2 separate regions of the Mus musculus genome follow, and region 1 is linked to region 2. Evidence: chromatin contacts called from public HiChIP or PLAC-seq data. All regions are on one chromosome and are shown on one strand. The core of a region is the stretch at or near the end of the contact, and the rest is flanking DNA. Distances in the headings are between cores, read along the strand shown. Region 1 overlaps Gm36709 (a long non-coding RNA gene). Region 2 overlaps Prkca (protein kinase C, alpha).

The links. HiChIP or PLAC-seq counts read pairs in DNA pulled down with a chosen protein or histone mark.
Region 1: a contact with region 2 is called in an H3K27ac HiChIP or PLAC-seq map of vascular smooth muscle cells, with 6 times the contacts expected there. The contact joins two enhancer-like sites. A contact is called at or near these places in 1 of 15 datasets of contacts at CTCF or cohesin (the NIH/3T3 cell line), 5 of 115 datasets of contacts at active chromatin or transcription factors (embryonic basal ganglia, microglia, pancreatic cancer cells and 2 more) and 1 of 9 other capture datasets (embryonic stem cells).

Annotation. Positions count from the first base shown.
Region 1 is chr11:108,365,238-108,370,138 of GRCm38.p6, reverse strand. It overlaps Gm36709 (a long non-coding RNA gene), which reads left to right. Exons shown (of 4, transcript XR_880267.2): 3 at 119-228; 4 at 3,160-3,309. Among named protein-coding and RNA genes, the nearest start is that of Gm36709, 13 kb to the left of the region's middle. Within about 2 kb of position 2,923, at least 18 of the 459 cell types and tissues checked have an H3K27ac peak or open chromatin away from gene starts, as enhancers often do. A contact at or near this core is called in vascular smooth muscle cells, where this site is marked.
Region 2 is chr11:108,177,753-108,182,476 of GRCm38.p6, reverse strand. The region is part of intron 3 of Prkca (protein kinase C, alpha); the gene reads left to right. Gm11655 (a long non-coding RNA gene) reads right to left here. Exons shown (of 3, transcript XR_003949784.1): 1 at 461-4,724. Among named protein-coding and RNA genes, the nearest start is that of Gm11655, 7.2 kb to the right of the region's middle. Within about 2 kb of position 1,881, at least 55 of the 459 cell types and tissues checked have an H3K27ac peak or open chromatin away from gene starts, as enhancers often do. A contact at or near this core is called in vascular smooth muscle cells, where this site is marked.

The DNA of each region.
Region 1 (4,901 bases), core at 1,674-4,173, 190 kb before region 2:
GGAGTCCCAGAGGGAAGAGTGGGATGGGTGCATGCCCAGCTCCAGGGTGAGGTCAATACTCAGCTAGGGCCCATTACTTCTGCAAACTTGAAAATGACTTGTATCGCTACTTTCCCAGGCTGACAACGTTTCCTGATGTTAATGGGTCTGAGTGCTCACCACTGCAATGTTTTTCTCCAATGCTCCAATCAGGATCAGAACTGCTTACCACTGATCTCTGCTTCTCAGGTACCCTGAACAAAGACGACATGGCACTTATCTCTCTGGCTGAGAATAAACATTCAGCTGCAGAATCAAAGAGCTCTAGTATTGGTCGAGGGTCCTAGGGGTCAGCTTATCTCAGGGCTCCTAAACACAGAGAGCCATAGAACCATCCCTAGGTCTCCGAGGGCTCTCCTAAGATACGTCTTTTCAGGCTTCTCTGGGTTCAGTGAGTTGGACTCTGCTGGGGGAGATCTTTTAATAAACTTTCTATCAAAATTAGCTTTGGCACCTTGTTGTTTAGCTGTACCTGGGTACCTCCAGTAACACAGAGAGAGCTCACTCCCTAGCCAGGAAGCTAGTTGGATTGTTGGCAAGATTTTTTTTCCAGTCCTGTGAGCCTCAGTGAGGGTGACCCCTGCCTCTTGGAAATGCACAGTGATATTCTGATTCCCACGCTCTATGATGGTTGTGATGCAGGACTTAAATGCTTCCAAAGGCTTGCTCTTCTACTGTTGGGAGGTGGTAGTACCCATAATAGGCTGGGTTTAATGAGAGGAAACTAGACCACTGGGCTCATGCTCTTGAAGAGATATGGAAATCTCAGCCCAGTCCTCTCTCACTCTACTTCCTAGACGCCATGTTGAGAACAGCTTTTGCTCTACCACGAGCTCCAAGCCATGATATTCAGCCTCAGTCCCAAAGCCAACAAAATGAGCCGAACATAGACTGAAATCTCTGAAACCATGAACCAAAATATTGAGGTTCTTCAGAAATACAACAAAGTAGGAACAGAGAGGGTAACAGCGAGAGGAGAGAGGAGCTGTCTTTGTTCAGGACCACGTACTATAGCTTTGATGTATAGAGTTCACTTACGGAAGTTGCTTCTGCATTGAAAATGCTGTTGTATCTGATTTGATAATGCCATGCCTGGCTACACTGATGGCCAGAAATTGAAAGGGTACCTCATATAAATGGAAGCATAAAGTTCTTTTGCAACAGGGTTATGTCATTATAACTATCTATCTATAGTATATATTATATACTATATATAAGTATATAGTATATATATACTGAATATCTTTACAGTTCACCTATGTTTGTAGTATGCATTGGCACTCCATTCTGTTTCATGGCTGATATTCCTTCTGTATAGATATACCACAGTTTATTTATTCATCCATCCGTTGAAAGACATTTGAGCTGTTTTCATCATTTGGCTCTTTATGGTGTGCACTGCTATAAATAGTCATATATAAGCTTTTTTGTAGCCATATATTTTCATTTTCCTGGGAACTTTCCTAACTGTCTGTTTTTAAAGGACACCATGATAGTCATTATGTACCAATCCTACATGGTTGCCCAACAAGCCGAAAGCCCAACACCAGCTGTAAGCAGCTCTGAGACTTGGCCTTGATTTGTGTTCAAATCGTTGCCTGTCTTAGTTTCCTCACTGTTATTTCAAGGAACCAGTTCCAAGCTGAACTCCCAGTATGCATCCCTCTGGTTCTTTGTTCAGGCCACCCAAAATAAGATAACGATTAGAATACGAAAACCTGTGTGTTCTAGCATCGTTCTGTTGCTGTGATAAAACTCTGGCCAAAAGCAACCTAGAGGAGGAGAGGGTTTGTTTCAGCTCACAGGGAGGTGATGGCAGGAACTTAAGCAGGAACTTGCAGCTGAGATCATGAGGGGTAACTGTGGGGAGAGAGTGTCGCCTGGACACAGCAGGGTGACCGCATATATGAATGCATGGTGGTTAGGATAGGATGCATGAGGCCTGTGTAAGCCACAGCCAGACCAAATCCCAGCTTGGAGAGCAGAGCCAGGCACCCCTAGCCCTGGAGTGACTGACAGCTGTAAACTGCTATGGAAGCAAGGGTCCATTTTCTCTAAGAGTGTAGCCCCTAACCCCCTGTAAGTCAACTGTACTCTAGTGAAGGACAACAAATCAAAGAACATTTTGGACAGCATGAATTGATCTTGAGGGTTTTTGTTTTATTTTTGTTTTGTTTGACACAAAGTTGGGTGGGTTTTAAAGTGGGGTGAATCTGGGAAGTACTGGGGGGGGGTAGTGAATATGATAAAAAAAAATGTACGAAACTCTCAAAGTACTAATAAAAAGGAAAGAAGCCATGGAGAAATGCTGCCTGCTGGCTCACTTGCAGACCCATCCTTGGCTAGTTTTCTTATACAGCCTAGAACCACCTATGCAGGGGATGGTGCCACCCACAGTGGTCTGGGCACTCCTATGATTAACAATCAAAATAATCCCCCTCAGATATTCCCCCTGGCCAGTCTGATATGGCCAACCCCTGGATCTCGAAGTCTTAGCTTACTCTGGGTTGTGTCAACTTGACAGTTAAAACTAGAGGGCCGTGAGTTTCCAAGTCTGTTCACCTGTTCTCAGGCATCACGGAGGAAAAGCGTGGTCTCTTCAGTTTTTGTAAAGGCAGATGGGGTCAATGGCATTAGTGGAGGAGAGAAGCAGTTTGTTGATGGTGTGGGATGCTATCAGGAACCCTTCTAGCCTATTTTTTCCCACCACAGCCACGGAGAAGTGGCTGCTGTCAAAGAGGATGGTGACTTGCTTGGGGTTGTCCAGTAAGCAAAGGACAGACAGGCTGATCTGAAGCCAAGTTTGTGGGTTCCAGCAGCTCTACTCTTTAACTTCCTCCTCCTGCCAGCCTGCCCTACAGTGCTCCTCTCTGCAAGAAAGCAATTCCCTAATGGCACAGTGTAAGAATGTCTTCTTGGCTCTCCATCCTACCACAAAGGAAGCCAATGCTGTTTCATTTTGGTTTTTTTTTTTTTTTCACTCCTGCAAATTTCCCATTCCTGGCAAATGGCTAGATGGCTTTTCTTGTTTTCCCTGGATAGAAAGCAATTTCCAATTGCTTTTCAGCAATCGTCGATTGAACACGCACCTCTGTTTCTTGTTCTCTCCCACACGGACAGGCTGCCTCTAACACAGCCCTATAGGACAAGGAGTGTCTCTGTTGAAGAGTAAGGCACCGTTTCCTGGTTGAAATTCAGCATACATGCCTCAGTGGTAAATGCTCTAACACGAAACATCAGGCGTGTCTACCTGCTGCTGTGCACTGCTCCTGGGGTGTTGGCCATAAAACTGAAAAACTTTCAAACTGCTGTGAATCAATTGCTTCACTCAAGACCCATGACATGTATGTTAACCAAAACAAACAAACAAACAAACAAACAAACAGAAAACAGAAAAATAGTCTGTACTAGCAATGGAGAAAATGAAGACACCAAGATTTGGTGGGAAGAATAACTGAATGGAGTGGAAAACCCAAGTTTGAGTCCAGGCTCTGTCTTTTTCTCTAGCCCTTTGAATCTGACTAAAGTAATTGATTTCTCTGAAGCACAGAATGAGGTTTTGGTGAAGATTGAACCAGACTATATTTACGAATGCTTTCTATAAATATTATGGGGCTAATGAGGTGGCTCAGCGGGTAAAGGTGCTTGCTATAAAAGTCTGGGAACCTGAGGTAAGTTCTGGAACTCAAATGAAGGTGGAAGGAGGGAGCCGACTCTACACAGTTGTGCTCTGGCCTCTGAATAAGTGTCCTGGCACATCCCCCCTGCCTCCCTCCACCACTAAATTTTAGGAAAGGTTAGGTTTGTCATTACTGTTTCTACAAAAAGGCTATAATATATGTTTCTATTTTCTGGCAGAGTAGGCTGATATCTGGAAGACAGGAAAACTTAATAGTATCTTTGCAAAAAGAAACAAACAAACCAGAAATCAAAGCATTGGCTTACAGACTCTATCACCTGAATAAAAAGACTATAGGAGCTCACTAAAACCACATATAAATCCCAGACAGCCTGGATGCTTTAAAGGGCTACATCTCCAATGCTGGCTCCACAGTGAAAAGTGGCAGATCCAGCTAGTGACTTAGTCAAAGTACAAATTCTCAAGTCCCACCTGGACCCATAGAATCTGGAACTCAGAAGGTTGCACACTGTAACCTATATTTAAGAGGTGCTAAGGTGAGATTTTGGTGGCTGAGGTATGACGGCTGCTTTAATACGAAGCCTCGGGGATAGAGGTGTCATTTAGCTGGTAATGTGTTTGCTTAGCACACGTGAAGTTTGAACTCTAGCACCTTGCAGCTGGGTCATGGTAGCACGTGCCTGGAGTGCCAGAACTCAGTGGGTAGAGGCGGGAGGGCTGGAAGTTCAAGGTCACCCTTGGCTACAAAGAGAATTCAAGTCCATCATCGAATATAAGAGACCCTGTTTTTTAAAAAAGAAAGAAAGAAAAGAAAATATGCAACCTCAGTTGGTCTTAGCACAAAGGAGGTAGGTTTTACTGCTCCCGAATTATTGTCCAGAAAACAGAGGAGGCTCAGAAGAGAAGTAGACATTATTCAAAGTCTCAGGAATTTGCTTGACTGCTACAAGCCTCCTTACCCCTCTGCCCACTGCCTTCTAGAAGGATTACGTGTCTAAAACAGTCCTTCCAGCAGCTGACTCAGTAAGCTGGCACACACTTCCAGCCTAGCCAGTTGAATGACCACAAGGTATCAGGAAGATGTGTCACTAAGCAAACAATCCCCGCAGAGAGATACACTGTGCCACAATGAGTCTCTGAAGCCCAAAGTTCCAGCTCTGGGGTGGGGCGAGGCAGGAGCGTTGGGGGGATGGGGGGATGGGGGGAGGGGGGGAGAGGGGGA
Region 2 (4,724 bases), core at 632-3,131:
TTAGTTTAGTTGCAAGTTTAAAAAACAGCCTCAAAAGATGCCATCTTCATCCTAGGCCTGACGAGCTGCAGGGTGCAGCTGCCAGGTCTTGGGGAATCATCTATCTCCCTAACCCAGCAAGAAGAGGAAAAAAGCAAAACAAAAACGGTGTATCTGTCCCTTGGTCTAGAGTTGATTAATTCAAAGATATGTGCATTGTAACTAGAAATATATCACTTAATTTTTAACCAGTTACCTGAAGCCATCTTTCCTAGGGAGCTGTCCTGAGGCTCTCTCATTTAACCCAGTGTTTTTAGGTCGCTGTCATCTCAGGAACTTGGAGAAAAAGGCAGGAGGACTGTCTTAAGTTTAAGGTCACCCTGTTCAAGCATAGCAGGTACCAGCTTAGCTAATAGAGGGAGACCTTTCCAAATAAATAATAAAGTAAGTAGATAAAATAGTGGAATTGGTTAGTGCTTACGTTTGTAAGTAAATTCTTTGTGGGAGAGTCTGTGTCTTTTCTTTCCAAAAATAGAGTGTTCTGCCCTCTCTGGCCTGGCATTGAGAGAAGTGATTGGTGATGTCCCCATGTCCGGATTGACACGAGTTTTACTTGCCAGGCCTTGTTTACCTGAATGTTCTCAGTGCAGGTGAGACTCACACTGAACCTCAGAGCTGGGAAATGAGTATTTCATTCATTGTGACATGTTAAGCCATGTGTGTGACATACCTGACAGTCTTCCCTGCTTGTCACAGGGAGCCATGGAAAACCATTTTCTTGATTAGTGCAGTGTAGTTTTAAAAAAAAAAAAAAAACTAAGAAAAGAATAGTGTACCTTAGCAGCAGTTTTTGCATTGTTTTGATTCAAAAGCTGGTATGATAGATGCCTTTTAGTTTTTCCTGAACAGGGTGCCAGGGAGTTTATGATATACAGGCGCTGAGGCTGCCTCTGGGTTTGGAGGTAGCATCTGAGGAGGCAGCCGCTGAAGGCTCAGAGCTCAATGACATACTGCACACAAACTGGCTTGTTTATAGTATCACTTGACATGTAACATCTTTCTCTTTTTTTTTCTTCCTTCCTTTCTTTTTCTTTTTTTTTTTTGGCATTTGCTCATGTTACATAATCATACCATGTTTCTCGCGCATTTATAATGTGGCAGGTGCTATGGGATGCAGATGTTTAAAAAACATGGCCTTTGTCTTCAAACAGCGTATCCCTAGTGAAGTCATGCATATGCATGAATCTTATTATTATCCCCCTCTGTGGATAGCACCCAGCTGCAAGCGGCTGCTGTCAGTCTGCCTACTGTAAGGATATGAAAACCAAGGCTAGGGGTGATGAAGTCTTTTCTGAAGTTCAGTGGTGGTGCGTGGAGCTCTAAGCTCTGAGCTGGATTCGTCCACTTTCAGATCCATCCTCCCTTCCTGTGCCATAGACTGCGCAGCAAAAGCAACCGGAGAGGCAGTCTTCAGTCAATCATTCCCTGCTTGGGGGCCGAGTCTGGGGTCAGTGTGACTATGAGAAGTCTTATGGCAAGAGATATTGGAAAGGATATTAACAGGAAACTCACCCGTTAGAGAGACCAGAAATATACCCTTATGAAAACGGGCATGCAGGGCCCCAGGGCTGGGTAAGGACCTGCAGTGGCTTGCTCTGATTCTTCAGACAGTAGGGAGGAGGGGTTTTTGAGGGCACCGAGTTTCTGGAAAGATGTTTCGTGCGGCTTCACCCTTATCTGAAAGCTAGCCCAGAGCTTTTGGCTCATGCCAAAGGCTTATTCCTGGATTCTACTGAGTCACTTTGAAAATAAACTGAACTCACGGTCCCACCCAGTTAGCTGGTGCCGTCCTCACCTTGGCGATGCTTTCACGGCTTAGTGCATTTTCCGTAAGTAGAGCCAGGAAGACTCTGTGAACAGAGGCACACATATACTGGGATCTAGGAAAGGGAGGGGTTGGCTGAGGACCTCTGAGCATCTCCACAGTGCCACTAGCTTACTTACAGTAGAATCAAAGGCCTTAAACAGTCAAATGAACTCACTTGCAAGAGGTGTGTTTCAGCTTTCAGTAGTGGCTCAGAGAGATTCAGCCAGTGGGAGGCGTGCCCTCTACTGCCATCCATAGTCTGTGGAGCCAGAAGCTACGAGTTAACTCCGAGTGGAGTCTAGACTAGAAGAGATGGACAGTGGGACGGTCTATTGTTTTATCTGGTACTCATTCAGTGTATCTATCTTTATAAGCCAACCTGCTCTTAAATGTTTGTTTAAAGAACGACATAACAGCAGAAAACAGCTACCAGAACGTCATGGTCCCTGTGAACTTTGTCACCATCCCTGAGACAGTCCTGACAGTCCTACTGATGACTTTCCAGATGTTGTCAATGTGGAGTGTGTTGGAGGTCCTCACGCCCAAGTCTAGGATGACATGTTGACGTGGACATTCCTGTCCTTACTGGCCTCATTCTTGTGTCCCCTCTACTCTTTGCCCCAGAGCTTGCTCCTGTCATCTTCTCCATACATCAGTGTCTGTCCAGCATCTCCAGAGTCAGATACCCCAGAGTTGTCTGGTGCTCTGGGTGTCTTTGTCCCTTCTAGCTGTGTCCCCTCTCCACCCTTTGTCCTTAGTGCAGGACTGTGCCCTAAGGGTTGGTCGCATAGTCTCTGATCTGTTTCCCCACTACATCATCTTGCTTACTTCTACCCAGTGGAATGTTAGTAGTTAAAAATAAATAAAAACGAGGGCCGAAGGATCAGCAGGTAAAAGCCATGGCTGCCAAGCTTCAAAATGAGTTTGATCTCTAGAAAGAGAGAACCAAGTGCCGACAGTTAGCTGCCCTCTGACCTCCACATACAAACCATGGCATGCTCTCTCCACCCTCTGCAAAAGGAAAAAAAAAAAAGGGAATGAAAGGACTTTTAAAAGGGAACACAATGTGTGAGCCCAGCCATGCCTCTCCTGAATCACCCCTCCTGAGGGGTGGGATCGATCAGTAAAGTGTAAACCCGATGGCTTAGCTGTGACTGTTAGCTGGGGACCTTGTTCTTTGTCATCCTAGAAGCTCCAGGAGGGTAACATGGGTGGCTGATGTAGAGGAGTCAGCTTTATAAGAGTCCAGGCCTCAGAGGAAGGAAAGGATGGTGTTTCCTGGTTTAACACAGCCCCAAAGCCTGAGTCCTTACAAAGGGTCCAAGTCGGGACTCTCCAGAGAAACAGATTCAACAGGAAGCATCTACCTGTGTGAGTGTAAAGAGGTTTTCTATAAGGATTAGACACATGGTTTAGGGGCTTAGTCCCAAGACTTTCAAAGTTGATTTGGCAAGCTGGAGGTTCAAGGCAGAGGATCACCTATCCTGGTCCAGCCCTATGTCGGTGTCCCGAGACCCAGGGGAGCTGATGACCTCAGCCCAGCCCCAGTATGAACACTGGTAAGCCCAGGAGCCTGGGAGGAGCTTCTGGGAGCAAGAAACAAGCCCACGTTCAAAGCCTTTAGTCAGTCTTTCCTTCTATTCAGACTTTCAGGGCTTAGGTTGGGCTCACCCAGGTACGGACTTTCTTAGTTTCACTTCCTGTTTTGCTGCCATAGAAAACCCTTACAAAAACAACTTAAGTGTAAAGGGGTTTAGTTACAGGAAAAATGATTTATTTTGGCCCACAGTGGCAGGTTACAGCCTGCTACCGTCAAATCTAGAAGCCACTAGTCACAGTGCATCCACATTTGATAGATCCCCACATATTAGAGCTCAGCTTACTCTCAACCCCTGGACAAGGAATGGTGCTGCCCACAGTGGGTAAATCTTCCCACCCCAATTAACACAATCGAGATACCCCTGCCGGACATGCCCCAAAGTCTGCCTACTCTAGATAATCCTTCCTTGAAGCACCCTTCCAGGTGCTTTTGACAGTTGAAGCTAGCCATGACAGCCACCTACCTTCCTTAGCTCGGGCATTGCTCTCATCCCCAAACACCGTCAGAGAAACACCCAGAGTCACATGTGAACAAAATATCTGGGTACGCAGTGGCCCAGTCAAGGTGACACATAAAACTGATCATGTCAGGTACACAGGCTGTGCACCTTGGAAAGGGTGAGTCACAGGGGCTGATGGCAGAGCCCTTAGCATAGAATGCTTTTCCCTTGCTGTAGACCATGCTTTCTTCCCCCAAATCTTATTCATTTCTATATTCCCCAGTACAGACTACCATTGTTTGTTGAAAACACTGAGAATTCATGTATGTGTAGAATGAAATATGAATGTCTACTCCCCATGTATGAAATTCTCAAAAATAAAGGAAAAATTAAGAATATTAAGATGTACTATATACAAAACTGGATATGACGTTGATGTTATTAAGTACTTGTAGATATCATTAAACTTTCAGATACTTTATTTCTATTTATGAATTCCTATATGAATACATGCATTTACCTAAGCTTATTCAGATACAAAGGAAGATGAAAAAGTTTACAAAGCTCCTATATATTTCCTTGAAATTTTATGGCATAAGCCTAGTGCGCATCAAGCCTGCATAGATGGAGAGATGAGTTATTATATGTGTGTGTATACATATATATATGTGTATATATATATATATATATATATATATATATATATATATCAACTCAAAAGAAACTAAAGTACATGAGTCTCTTATTTGTAAAATTCACAAGCTCTTACAACTAGCAACTAAAATAAAATTTGAACCAAAAAAAAAATCCTAGTTTAGAAAAATACTTAAAACATTTAA